Linked DNA regions of Mus musculus: regions 1, 2 and 4 are each linked to region 3. A link is a contact called in public HiCAR-type and promoter capture Hi-C data. All regions are on one chromosome and are shown on one strand. Each heading gives the region's core, a stretch centred on a gene start, on an enhancer-like site or on the middle of the called end of the contact. The rest is flanking DNA. Distances are from core to core; before and after follow the strand shown. Region 1 holds the start of Dnajb9 (DnaJ heat shock protein family (Hsp40) member B9). Region 2 holds the start of Nrcam (neuronal cell adhesion molecule). Region 3 holds the start of Stxbp6 (syntaxin binding protein 6 (amisyn)). Region 4 holds the start of Pnpla8 (patatin-like phospholipase domain containing 8).

Region 1 (3,124 bases), core at 526-3,025, 860 kb before region 3:
GGAGTAGCCATTTCTAATAACCTAAGAAAGAAAAACATAGTGTCTTTTTAAGTCCAAGGAACAAATTTTAAGACTTAAAAAAAAAATCCAACTCAATAAAGCTCTGGTGTTGAGACAGCAGCATCAAGCTGTTATGCACATAGTATCACATTAGTCACGCTCTTGTACTTCTGATATTAGAGTCTATTAGCAAGGCTTTTCTTATCTACTGGAAAGATAAAACTGATAGTTTCTTAGGAAGGCTTAGGATTTCTACTACTTGATGGTGAACTTGTCTGCCTGTGATACAAAAGGTATTATTACTTGTTTATATTATTATTTAATACTGCATTTTCCTGAGGTGGCTCCTGATCTACCCCAGCTTCCTCAGCGCTGTCTTCATTACCACATTTAATTTCAGAATATAAACCAATTACTGAAAAAGAAATCTGTCTTTTCTGTGTTTGGCTAGAACCGCAGGAAGAAAGGCAAAGGTGGGGAAGGAAAGATTTTTCTCAAATCTGTAAAATCTATTTGATCTTAAAGTGGTTAAAATAGTCTGTTTGCATAAATTTAACTTCCCAAATACTTCAGAAATATCGGTAAATAACATCTGCTTAAGGCTCACAATTAGTAAAACTTATACTTCTTTGAAAGCTGAGCTACCAGAGGAAGAAAAGTTTATACTTTGGATAAGTTGGGTTATTACTGGGCTTCCCAGATTTCTCAGCAAGTAAAATGTTTCTCTTTAAAACAAAGTTTTACCTAAGAACTATTGGTAACACATAATGATTCGAGATGAAGTGTATTTCTTTGCTTTTTTGAATGCTGTACCACAGAAGTCCTTAATGACCTATGATGACATAACAGGGCTGATGAAAAAGGCACTATGGTTTGTGGAAACTGCCAGCCAACCTCTCCTGTGGCCTATCCTAAGCATAATTAGCAGGTAGATTACTTTTTTCCCGAGACTTAGTCATAGTCACGCGTACCAAGTACAAACTCTCTAAAGAACTCAAGCAGAAAGCCTGGCGTTGTGCCCCACGCCTTTAATCGCAGCACTCAGAAGGCAGGGGCAGGCGGGGATCACTTTGAGTTCAAAATCAGCCTGGTCTCCATAGTGAGCTCCAGGGCAGCCAGATCTACCCTGACTTAAAAAAAAAAGTAGATTTTTTTTTTTAAAGTTAATGTAAGCGGAGCATGTCCGATGATGGTCGCCAGAGGCTGCGGTTGTTCGCTAGTCAAAGGGCTGGTCCACAACTGACAGCAAGGCGGCTCGGTGACAAACGAGATCCCGCCGCTTCAAGCTGCCCCTGGAGATGTTTTTAGTGCCCGAGCTTTAGCTTCCCCATCAAACCCACTCTGCCCAAACAATGGGATCGCCCTCCCCGAACCCGCTGGAGGGCTGGCCGGTCCGGCGTCCCGGCCCACTCCACTCAGAGCGTCAGCTCCATGCTCCGGCCCTGCCGGCGAGCTCCGCGACCTGCCGGCCTGGCCTCGGGGAAGACGACCCCCCAACCCCACCGCAAGCACGAGCTGTGACGCAGCCATCTCGGGGTACAGTCGCGTCGCTTGGCTTCCCAACGCGGCTGATAGGTGGTAGGACACCAAGGCCAAGGCGGAACACAAAGCGGGACCCGACTCGGCGCCACCCTCCCCGGTCCTTACCTGTGCGCCCCGACGCAGCTTCTCCACAGCGCGGCGGCCCGGCTCCGGTTCCCTGACCCCGGCCGCACAGGCTCCGACCTCGCCTCCGAACGCCGAGTAGCCTCCTCCCAGCTCGGCCCGTTCCCTACTGGCGGGAGCCCGTGGCTGGCGCGACCGCTTATAGAGCCGACCTACACGAAACGCTTCCCCATTGGCTCCCGCCGGCCCACCTGACTTTGGCGCCCTACGCGCACGTGGAAAACTGTTGTTGCCGTTTGGTCCTTGCGTCACTTCCGTCGCCACCCTCCGAGGGGCGGTGCCAAGGTGTGCGGAAGCGGAAGTGAGTCGACGATTTCCTCATCCTTCCCTGGGGCGCATCGCGCGCAGGCGCTTTAGAGGGTGCGCCGGGCCCTGCGTCCCCGCCCTAGAGGACAGGGCTCTCCGGCGCCCCTCGTGGGCCTTTTCAGCCTGCAGAAAGCTTCGCTGTTGAGCGGTCATCGCTCGCGCGGTCGTAATAAAGAGCTTTTATTCATAAGTGGCCAGGTGACCAGAAAACTCAGGTCTCACCCTTAGGCGATGTGTCATTGAGAGGCCATTAGAGCCCAAGCCTGCCTCTGTCATGTTAGTCTCTTAATCCTCAATTCCCCAAAAGGCGGGAGCCCACTGTATTGCACACTGCTTTGTAGGCAAGACCACGCTGTGTTGCTTTAACACAGCAAAGTTTGCACGGGGCTCGGGCTTTTCCAGCTCTTTCCCTCCCTCAGCTTGACCTCATTTCAACAGTAGGTATGTTGAAAGTACATCTGAAAGTGGGAAGGTGAGGTTCCTGTGAGGTTGGTCACTCAGTGCAACCCTGTTTCTTGTTTTTGTTTTAATGTTAATTTATTTTGAGTGCTCTACCTTCGTGTACACCTCTTTGCCAGAAAGAGGGTGTGAGCCACCATGTGGTTGCTGGGAATTGAACTCAAGAACTCTAGGAAGAACAGACAACCCTCTTAAACCACTGAGCCAACTCAAAGCTCAAAAACCCTGTTTCTCCTGCGAAAAAGGAGGCAAAAAGAATGTAAGCAACCTTGAAAACTGCCAGACTAGAATTATAACTTGTCCCATTATGTCTTCAGTTATGGAAGAGAGCATAATAGATATTATCTCAACAACAGCATGACATATTTCAAAAACAATAGGTAAGTACTTAGTTTTATTCAGAAGCCAAGGCAAGTTTGTCAAATTCCAAAGCCAGGTTTGCTGAGTTCCAACCCTGGTTCCCTTACATTGTAACTGAAAGACCCTTTGTTTAATCCTTTGGCACCTCTGATTTTTCTTCTGTACAGGTAAACAGATAAAGGAGGACTTAACAGGGAGTATGTACTTATGTGAAAAATCAATGTATTTAAAACATCCCATTTCTTTTCCTCTTGTAATGAAAAATAATTCTAGTGCTAGCCTGACTTTTCTGTTACTTCAAACTTTATTTTTCTCCCTGTGGTCAATTGGTAAG
Region 2 (3,304 bases), core at 229-2,728, 750 kb before region 3:
GTGGGTAGACTGATCATTACTAGCGTAGCTAGGCACATGCTTGGTTTCAGAAAATTTGAGGTCAAGTTGTCGGGTAGTCTCCCTGAGAGGCCTGCAGTATGGATATGGATTAAGAAACTTGGTTGAGAAAATCAGGCAAAGGGAGAAAAAGAGAGAGGGGAGGGGGAGATAGGACTGAAAAACAGAGGAACGTCTAAAGCCTGTTCACCCCAGGTACCACTGGAGGGCTCCATGGCTCTCTACGGAGGTGCTCCTCACGGGAAGAGACATTCTGTGCTCTGTCCTTGACACAGCATGGCACAGTGGTTAAGACTATGGGTTTCGGGATCAAGTGTGAATCGTAGTACTCTTTGAAGCTTTGAAGTACTTTCTTTTATGAAGGGGATCCTGTATGTTTGGGCAGTAGGAGAAAGAAGAGACACTGTGCACATGAGTGAATGTGGGTTGAAGCTTAAGTTCAAAGTAAAGTCACAGCAGGGCAGAGGAGCTATCAAGACTCTGAAGCATGGCCCGGGCCAGATCTGTTTTTATTCATGAGTGCCAATCTAACACCTATTCTGGAGGCTGAAGGTAGAGGCTGAAGAGAGCTTCCAAAAGTAAATGGTCCAGCTGGGTAATACCAGGCTGACTGTACCCGGGCCTGCAGAAGGAAGTAGGCCCAGGTAAGAGGCTATGTGCCTTGGACACCATCATGCTGGAAGGGGTGAGGGTCCTGAAGAATCTGAATTGTGTAGTATGCAGTGGGTTTACTCAAATTCTACATATTCTTTTAAAAAATTCTACACACTTTTGCATTGAAAAAACAAACAAACAAACAAACACAAAACTTGTATAATACTCTGCAATCTGAAAAGCTTATGTCAACTACTCCAGAAACCCAATCCCTACTGAAAGTAGCATCCGCTTACACGCTAAAGGGACCCTTCCTCAAGTGTATTTGAAAATGACAGTTGTAAAACTATAAACCAGTACCCAACCCATGCCAAGTAGAGTTTGCAAAAGCACGAAATACTTTAGAGGAATAGAAGAGAGGCGGAAGGATTGGAGGTGAGAGGAGGGCGGGAGGGAATGTGTGATCCGGATCCATCCATCACACTCACACGGAAATCTAAACCAAGGAGAGTGGCATTTAAAACACTGGTTTTCTGGAACATCTTCTGTAGACACATCCCAGTCACCCATTCCCCTGAACACTCAAGTCCTGAGTTCCTGGCCCTACAGCCACCACCTCACCCGGTGCGTGGTGGCAGAGGTCCGGAGTAGCGCGACCTCTCAGGTGAGAGGCCACCCAGTCCTCAAGGCGCTCAAGGCCGGAGCCCATTCGCTGCAGCCTAAGCTGTGGGTGGGTGGGAGGGGGTTAGGCCGGAGGGGAGGGGGCGGGCGACGCCCGGTGAGTGCGGGGGAGGGGGACGCGGGGACGCTAAGAGAGTCGGGAGGGGCCTGAGCGCGACGCTGGGTATCGCCGGGAGCGGAGGGCGGGAGCGGCGAGGACGCGCGCTTCGCCTGGGTCGCTGGCGGACGCGCGCCGGAGTCCGAGCCTGAGACGCGCGGGCGCGAGGGACCGTGCAGAAACGGAGACTGGGGCAGCTGGAGGCGACAGCTTCGGAAGCTTCGGAAACACGCACGACAGCTGGGCTCCGGGGTCTTAGGCAGTAGCGCCCCGGCAGGGAGGTGGGCGCGGCACGAAAACGTGAGTAGCCCTGGGTGTGTCTGGCGGTTGCATTAGTGACATTCTGTCCTGGTGGGTGGACGCGGCTGGAGCAGAACAAGGAGCCCGAGGCTGCCGCGTTGTCACTCAGACACTGGCGCCCCGGCTCAACCCGAGCTCTTGTGGGAGTCTGGCAGCACTTGCAGCTTGGGAGAAAGAGGTCGGCGACTTCGTTTTCTCTTGCAAGCCCTTGACATAGTCGGGGCGCTGGTTGGAAAAAGGAGACGCACGCCCTGGGAGGACGCGGCTTCGACCCCCGCAGCTCGGGTACCACGGGCGAGAGCCCACCAGCTCCTTGGGTCCCGGGTTAACTTCAGCCTCTCTGGAAGCCCTGACTAGAGGTCTGCCTGTGGACAGACCGGCATTACACAGCTTTCTGGGCTGGGACGCAGTGGATGCAGTGTCACAAGACAGGGTCGCCCGGCGGCGAAGCGCGACTGAGTCCCGCTGGTCGCGCTGCAGCGTGCGCGCGTTCGTGTCCCCACGGACACATCTGGGCGTGGGCTTTGTTCAGATGTGCTCACACCTGGGCGAATCGCCGTGAGCGGGCGGGGGGCGGGGGAGGGGAATCGGCGATGCTGACTGCCCACCTCGGCTTTCTCAGCCCTGGCGAGGACTCAGGGAATCAGAGGGGAACAGGATAGACACCAGGGATGGTGCGCTGGGGACACTTGCTTTGTTGGCTTCCAGGTGAGGGCCGTGACAGTTCCCCCACCACACACAGCCTCTGTGGACAGGGGCTTCTCAGGGCTGGTGTACCGGGTTTGGGACAGACTGGGAAGAGCCTCTGCCCTGAGCAGGCTCTCAGGGTGGGATCTGACTACAGCTTCGCCCGGGAGTACTGTGGTGAGCCTGGAGTGACTGCCCGCGTTAGAGCATCATCTAGCTGCGAGCGCCATCTGTGCCCGGCACCGCCCCGGGCCCTCCAGGCAGCGCGGGTGGGCGCTGCGGCTCTCTGGTTCCCGGGGTGTGTGGATCCGGCTACTCTCGGTTCACATCTGCCACGGCACAGAACAGGGACCGGATTTCACAGTAGGCAGAGCTAGGGAGTCATTCTCTGAGAAGTGTTCTCTGGATAGCAGGTGCAGCACGAGTTCCCTGAGTCCACCGGGCTGGTAGGCAGGTCATTTCTTTCCCTTTGCTCCGGGCTACCTCTTCACATCCCTGATGCTGGCTGGAGGTCCCTGTGCGTCTGCAAGCACAGAGAAGAGTCGCCATGAGCAAGAGTCCCTCTCCTACCTCACCATCTTCACCCATAGCTCCAGCACCATGGTAAACTGAGAGGGAAAAAGTCCAGAGAGGGAAATGTTCTTCTCCTTCTCTGTTCTTGGATGGTTGATTAAAAAGAAGTGTGGTTTTGAAGCACAGGGTCCTTCCTTGCTGAAGCTCTAGCAGGAAGCCGTGGAGCAGAGTATAATGGGGTAGGCAGCCTTGTTTCCGCACGCACCAGGAGCTCCCCCTGGGGTTGTTGTGGGGAGGAACACAGTGACCCCTGAATACAAAACCTGCTTGAATTGGGCTGCTTCTGAAACGGCCTATGCTAACCACCCATTCCCTGCTGTGAGGCCTTTCAGAAGTGCTAAAACAATGGAGACA
Region 3 (3,418 bases), core at 700-3,199:
AGTCCGGGGAGACTTGATTGTTATAATCAAGAATAAGCAGAGTTTTTAAAGCTGGGCACAGTGCACAGAAACAAAACCTAAGGCCTAGATACCATCTTTGTGTTTTCTTAGCAATCTTCATCTCCCTTTACGTCATTCACTCAGGTCTCACAACAGAAAGAGATAGGGTCACCGTTATCTCCCACTTTGTCAGAAACAAAACAAACAACACAAACAAGAGCTGAAGTTCAAAGTGGTAAATAACTTGTCCATCAGGGAAAACTTGCCCTCAGGTCTGTGTGACTCGAGAACCTGTGTTGTGTAGCCACACCATGGGACCCCCACATCTGAAAACCTTCCCCAAGATGTTACAATCCCCAAGAGAAAAACGTACACCAAAATGGTTAACTCCCAAAACCCTGCCACTTTGTCAGAGTGAGTTCTCCTTTAAAAACTTAACACACATAACCAACAACCAAGGTGTTCAGCCAAGAGATGAAAGAAAAGGAGAAGGGGGGATTTAAAAGAGTGAGGTGCCTGCATAATTATTCTGTATTTCTTCCCAATGCAGCCTCCTCATCAAGGCAAACAGCTATTCACAGCCTGGGCTGAACTCCTCCACACACCTCAACCCTTTTCCCCTCCACCACACCCTGTTAGGACAGCACTGCTCTGACTGATGTGCAGGCACAATTCTAAAACTCAAAACAACAAGCGGGGGGGGGGGGGTGGACCCAGAAGGACCGTGGCCATCCTGAACATCCGTGCAATATGCATACTGCCGTTTTCAGGGCCTCGGAGTCTCCCAGAAGACCTTAGGAGACTATGAAATGAAGAAGGCATTCCTCGGTCCCTGCTCCTTCCCACAAAGTCCGGGTTGAAGAATGATAGAAACAGGAGATGGTTGTTAACGAAGTCCAAAGCAAACAAGCTCGCATGCACTCCTCCTAAAGAACGGTGTGCCATTCTAAACTCTCTAACTGACCTTTGGGTCCTGGGGTCTGTGATAATGTAAACCTGGGGAAAGTCAGAAAGAAAAAACAAGCCATCCATCTACTCCAGCTTCTCTGACCCGCCATATGGGTGAGCCGGATTCTGGCGCGCTCTGAAAGAGAATTCGGAGCCCCGAGGGAGGCCTTGGCTGAGCCCCTGACCACTTCTTAGGTTGGGGGAAGGGGCAAAAGCTAAGGGGCCCGGAAGCTAACCCCGTAAGAAGTACCAGCCTCAGTTTTGGCATCGATGATCTTCCTGGAAGATGCCAGCATTCATAGATGGGGTGATTTCGCTAATTTCAGCGGAGAGAGCTCTGGCTAGGGGCGCTGCGACCCACTGAGTTCTCCAGGAGGCAGCCCAGGGGGATCGTTCTGCCGAGCAGGCAGTGCGGACCTAAGGGCTCCACCACCAACTTTCTCACGGGAATCTGACCTGCTAGGTTCTGGCCAATGTAGCTCCCACTCCTGGTCCGGGGTTGGAGGGAGAATCAGCTACCCCGACCCCGTTCCGCGCGCACAAAGCAGCTGAGCCCTGTGTCCAGCCCCTTCTCCTGCCGCCCTCCAACTTGCCCGCGCGGCTCTCCGCGCGCCTACCCTCTCCGCCTGCCCCGCGCCGCGCATCCCAGCCCGCAGCCGCGATAGCTGCAACTGTACGCCGGGTAGCCTGGCCTCCCCACGCCAGGAACCTACCGTGCAGCCTGGCTCGTGCTCGGGCGGTGCCTAGTGCGCGGCACGCGTCCCAACCGAAGACAGGGCTCCCCCGCGGCTGCCCCGCGCGGAGATCGGGGCTGCAGACTAAGCTGGGCCGGCTCGGCTTCTGGCTGATCGCGGCTCGCCGCTCCCGCGCGGGCTCCTGCCGCTGTGCGCGAGGAGGGAGGGGTCGGGGAAACTCCTGGCAACTCCAACTCCGGGCGCCAGAGCTCCAGCTGCAGCCTCGCGCCGGCCCGCTGCCGCCGAGTGCGAGCTAGCAAAACCAACCTGCCCCCGCCGCTGCCTGTGAGCATGCCCAGTGCTGCTGTGGGCGAGCCACAACGACCTGGCCTGGGGCAAAGATCGGTAGCCCAGGGCTCCGGGGCCCCGCCACAGGCCCAGAGCCCGGGGGACAAGTGGGGGCGAGCCCTTGGGGCGCGGGTTAGCAAGTGCAAAGCGGTGAGAGTCCCATGGGTTGTGGGAAGTTTGTGGGCTGGAAAGATGGGCTGCTTCTGGGAGCCTTTGCAAGCAAGTATTTAAAAAACAACATGCTACAGGAATGTGGGCCCAGCAGGTGGGGTTTTATTCAGTCGCAAGCTTACTTGGGGTGACAAAATCCAAGAGCTAATGGGGCCTGGCAAGCCCAGTAAATGAGTGAAGCGGGAAGGAGGAAGCCAGCTTGAGGGAGCTCCGCAGGCAGAGCAACTGCTGTGCTCTAAGCGCCCAAGGCTATCGTGAAGGAAATCAGACCTGGTTTTGCTGGATTTTATTTTATAAATAAATAAGTGGTTAACATATAGGGTTTTGTTCGTTCAGAATATTCCGGTAATTGAGTCTTGCCAGAGGAAAAACAAAAGAAGAAAGAAAAAAAGAAACTAGAGTTTAGACCAAAAACCCATTGCTGGGTCCAGTGGCTGCTCAGCCAATCTGAACCAAGGAGTTTTGTGGAGAGGAGAGGTGCTGAGCGCCTGCCCACGGTGGCTTAGCAAGGCGCTGGCAAGGATCCAGGATGATTCAGACTGCCTTCAAAGTGCAAGGGGAAATAGGTTTTCCTGACAGAAGCGAGCTAGTGATAAACGCTGGATCATTCGGAGTTAACTAATGCGGAAAGTGGCTTTGAGAACAAACTTTGAGGACGCTTCCGAAGTCTAAGCACCTGGGCTCACTGCAAGGTAAACTAGACTCAGCCTAGCTGCTCAAGAGTCCCTGAAAGGCATATTACATTCTGAAACAAAAGGAAGCCCCCCCCCCCCGCCCCCGTAGTACCGGCCCTGCCTTTATTTAAAATTTTGATATTTTTATCCTTAATTTTTGTATTGATTTCTTTCCGTTTCATACTGCATTAAAACTTTAATTTGATCACCGAGTTCTTTGGCCAACCTTTCCACTTTGTGTCCCACCTCATTCTGGCCTGATCCTCCCTGGCGGAAGAGAAAGCTGCAAGATTTGGTACATGAAGAGAGCAAGGTGGGACCCCGAGCTCCTGATTGCTAGTCTGTGATGCCTGCTTTTTATTTGGTAGAATGTGTTGGAACCAGCTGAGACGCGGGAGAGGAAAAAAAGAAAATCAGTATCATCCAAAGATACCTCTTCAGGGAAGACATGTTGAGCAGTAGTTAGGAAAGTAGTTCGGAGGAGAAGAAAGGGTTGCTCGTGATATGATCGCTGTTTTATGAAAATCCGAAGCATTTCACTGATAAGGCTGTCTGCGTTCTGCTTATCTCTGGAAAGACGTGTGGTTGGGTTATCTTTTTTAC
Region 4 (3,059 bases), core at 468-2,967, 810 kb before region 3:
GACTGGGTTAGAGGTTAGTTACAAACTGTAGAACCAGTTTATGTGAGACTGACATACAGCAAGCTCTACACTAAGGAAAAAGGAGGGCGAGAGCACAGAGCTGAAGAAATTGTAAGAGATGGTAAAGGAAGATCCATTAAGCTTTATTTCTGATTAGAGGTAAAATTACTGACAAGGGAAGGAGAGGAGGAATTGACAGTTGCATGGAAATTTCTAACATAGGAAGAAAATCTGGGTATATTATCTAACTTAAGGAATTACATTATTAAACATTAGAAACAAAGGGAGAAGGCATGGTGAGTTACTGACTGCTTGACCAAGATTTAGTTAGGTTCCTTTTATGACTTTTCACAGTACCTGTCATCTTTTGGCCTCTGCCTTGGACCTATCTAAGTCCAGTGTTAGGAGGAATCGTCTAAGTTGATATGAAATTAATCCCCACTCTTGGTATCTGGTCATTCTCATCTTCTCTCACCAAGAATCTGCTTCTTTTCAGCAAGAATGTCTGTTACCTTTGACGTGATGTCATTTCTTAGTAATCTTCCATCCAATGACCACCCCCTTTGCCTACTGTTCTAAACTCTACTCTTTGTTGTGTCAGAACCTGGAGCTGACAGCTCACTATGGTAATAGTTCTGACCTTCTACCATTTCAATAGTGTCAGGGTATTTTAATATTAGTAAATTAATAATAAAAAAATCAAGAGCTAAAGTTATTTCCAAGCCTTTCTTAATTTTTGGAGTACATATTTGAGCTGTTGTGAGGCTATTTAACAGCTAATACACTGCTAGGGTTTACCAGACAGTATGGTAGACACAACCCAATATCATGTGTTAACCAAATGCCTAGTATGCTCATTTACTCTTTTTTCTTTTTTTTCTTTAATTTTTAGGGGAAAGAAACGTCAAGGTCTCCTCATGTAGCCTGCTCTCGCCTCGAGTTTATAGGCCTACTACATTTTTTACCTTTGTAATGTTTAACCTCTGTAATCCAAAGCCCCTTAATTAAAAACTGTCAGTGAATCTGGCAGCACATGTAATGCCCTTCCTAAAGGGCTTTACAATCATTTTCATTTTAAGGGCTGGCCCTCTGCTACTCTTGAAGGTGAACACTGAGGTCCTAATCTGATGGTCTAGTTAACTAGATAGCACTAGACCTGTGGCGGGTTGTAGTTTGCCTCCCTGGTATACAAAAATTTCAACGTGTTGATTACAAGACCATCAAAGGGGTAGTACACGCTAACTCCCACAAGATGGTATATGACAAAGAGCTTTTAAGTTGACAGACCCCGTAGCTGTTCTAGAAACAAAGAGGAGGTATCACCACAGCAGGATCACAGGGTCCAGCCAGGCTGCTCACATCCAGGCTGCGGTTAAAGCGGTTCCCTGGAACCTAGGCAACACAGCGCGCGCAGAGTCTTCTGGCACGCTCAGCCCAGCTGAACTTATTTCTGAACTATTGGTAACCCGCAAGCAAGCAACCAGGCACTCTACTCTGAGACAGCGCTGAGATTAAAAGCCATTGATCTCCGCCTAACCGTCACAACAGATCATAAAAGTAGCACTTGCCCCTTCCGAAGCGGTGCCTCTCCCAAGCACTCAGCTCCAACAAACTCCCCGCCCCTCCCTCTCTCCACAGCCACGCCCTATTACGTAGGCTTAGGAGGGCAGAAGGCAGAAAAACAGGCCCTAGAGCTTGCGTCACTTCCGCTGGGGGCGGGGCGTAGCGGTGGGTGGTGCTGGTCACGCCAGTGTTTGGGGTCCGGGCGCCGCAGCTGCGAGCAGGCCGGGCGGGCCGATGCGGACCTCAGAGCTGGCGGGAGGCGAGTGGCGGCCGCGGCGCCCGTGACTACTGCCTGCGTCCCGGTGAGTGGCCGGAAGGCGGCGGGGTGGCAGGTGGCCTCCGTGGCGTGGGCGCTTCGCCGGGCTCTCCCGCGGGCGTTTCGGAGGCCCGATACGCAGGCCTCGGGGTCCTGGCGGGCGCTTGGCCCCGACGCCCCGATGCCGCGGGCGTGGCCGCCGGGTGTTTTGGTTGGTTGCGCCCCGCCCCCGCCGGTGGTCCCGCCCAGCCCCTCTCTGCAGTGGCACGCCGGGTCCTGAATGGGCTGTTCTCTGGCAGATCACTGGAGACGCGACGTTTTCTCTGATCTACCTCGACCTTGACTGGGCAGCGTGTGCTTTGTGTTTTGGTGGCTGGATATTTTTACTTCTCAGCGATTTGCTTTTTCTTCCCGTCCTATCCCAGTGCGCTGTTGCTTAAGCAGAACCAGATGCGCGTCCCTTTTAAAAGATGAAAAAAACTGTATGAGTCAGCAGGTTGCAGAGCCTCTTGTCACTGTCATTTCTGTCATGATGCTGGGGGCGGGGCGGGGGGTGGTACGACCAGTTTTCACGCCCATTACAGCAATAACTTTAAAGAAAAGTGACCTTCAAGGAATATCTTAGGAGATAGATGTGACATAAGCGGCTATCCTAGAATGCATTTAAAATTACCATTTTCATTTCCAAGTTGTATTATGGACCGAATTCCTGATTGTCAAAAATATATTTCAGGTTCTCAAGGCGGTTCATTACCACAAGGAAATGGGAAGAATGTTTTTAAAAAGTGAGGATTATTATAAAAGTACATAAGAGTGAATTGAAAAGCTTATGTTTTAGTGAAGCAGTCAGTTGTACCAAATTCCATATAGCTATTTTGTGAAATTCGGTATGCATATTAGATGAATCTCCAATATAAAGACCTCGCTTCATAGTTTTTGCTAATTGTTCTATTCTCTATCTTGTTTTGTATTTCTCCATCTAATTTTAAAATCTTGGTAACAGTGGCCCTCTTCATAATGATGTCAGATTAGTGAAAAGGTCAGCTGCACTAGTCTATATTAATACATCCATACTTTCCCATGCAGAATTGATACAAGAACAGTCTGTACTTGAAGTTGTTTTTTTCAGCCAGTAAAGATGGGATTTGTTACTTTATTTGGGGCACATAACGTTTGTGCAAAGGTCAGAGCTAGACTCTTGTTTCACCTCCAGTTCCAACTCACTCCCAATCGCTTGTAT

Evidence for each region. Promoter capture Hi-C pulls out the DNA fragments that hold promoters and counts their contacts. HiCAR-type assays count read pairs that join an accessible place to other places.
Region 1: a contact with region 3 is called in a HiCAR-type map of astrocytes, with 2.5 times the contacts expected there. The contact joins the promoter of Dnajb9 here to the promoter of Stxbp6 in region 3. A contact is called at or near these places in 1 of 39 promoter capture datasets (cranial neural crest), 1 of 115 datasets of contacts at active chromatin or transcription factors (astrocytes) and 1 of 9 other capture datasets (adipose tissue).
Region 2: a contact with region 3 is called in a promoter capture Hi-C map of embryonic stem cells, with 7 read pairs. The contact joins the promoter of Nrcam here to the promoter of Stxbp6 in region 3. A contact is called at or near these places in 2 of 39 promoter capture datasets (cranial neural crest and embryonic stem cells) and 1 of 484 Hi-C or Micro-C datasets (embryonic stem cells).
Region 4: a promoter capture Hi-C map of liver shows a contact between it and region 3, with 5 times the contacts expected there. The contact joins the promoter of Pnpla8 here to the promoter of Stxbp6 in region 3. A contact is called at or near these places in 4 of 39 promoter capture datasets (cranial neural crest, hippocampal neurons and liver), 2 of 484 Hi-C or Micro-C datasets (both in embryonic stem cells) and 3 of 115 datasets of contacts at active chromatin or transcription factors (astrocytes, extraembryonic endoderm stem cells and neural tube).

Annotation. Positions count from the first base shown.
Region 1 is chr12:44,208,293-44,211,416 of GRCm38.p6, forward strand. Dnajb9 (DnaJ heat shock protein family (Hsp40) member B9) reads right to left here and starts at 1,776. Exons shown (of 3, transcript NM_013760.4): 1 at 1,648-1,776; 2 at 1-21. The coding sequence starts at 11. It overlaps Mir5627 (microRNA 5627), which reads left to right and starts at 2,021; the gene lies at 2,021-2,081.
Region 2 is chr12:44,327,407-44,330,710 of GRCm38.p6, forward strand. It overlaps Nrcam (neuronal cell adhesion molecule), which reads left to right and starts at 1,479. Exons shown (of 31, transcript NM_176930.4): 1 at 1,479-1,690.
Region 3 is chr12:45,072,534-45,075,951 of GRCm38.p6, forward strand. It overlaps Stxbp6 (syntaxin binding protein 6 (amisyn)), which reads right to left and starts at 1,950. Exons shown (of 6, transcript NM_144552.3): 1 at 1,662-1,950.
Region 4 is chr12:44,267,437-44,270,495 of GRCm38.p6, forward strand. Pnpla8 (patatin-like phospholipase domain containing 8) reads left to right here and starts at 1,718. Exons shown (of 10, transcript NM_026164.2): 1 at 1,718-1,865.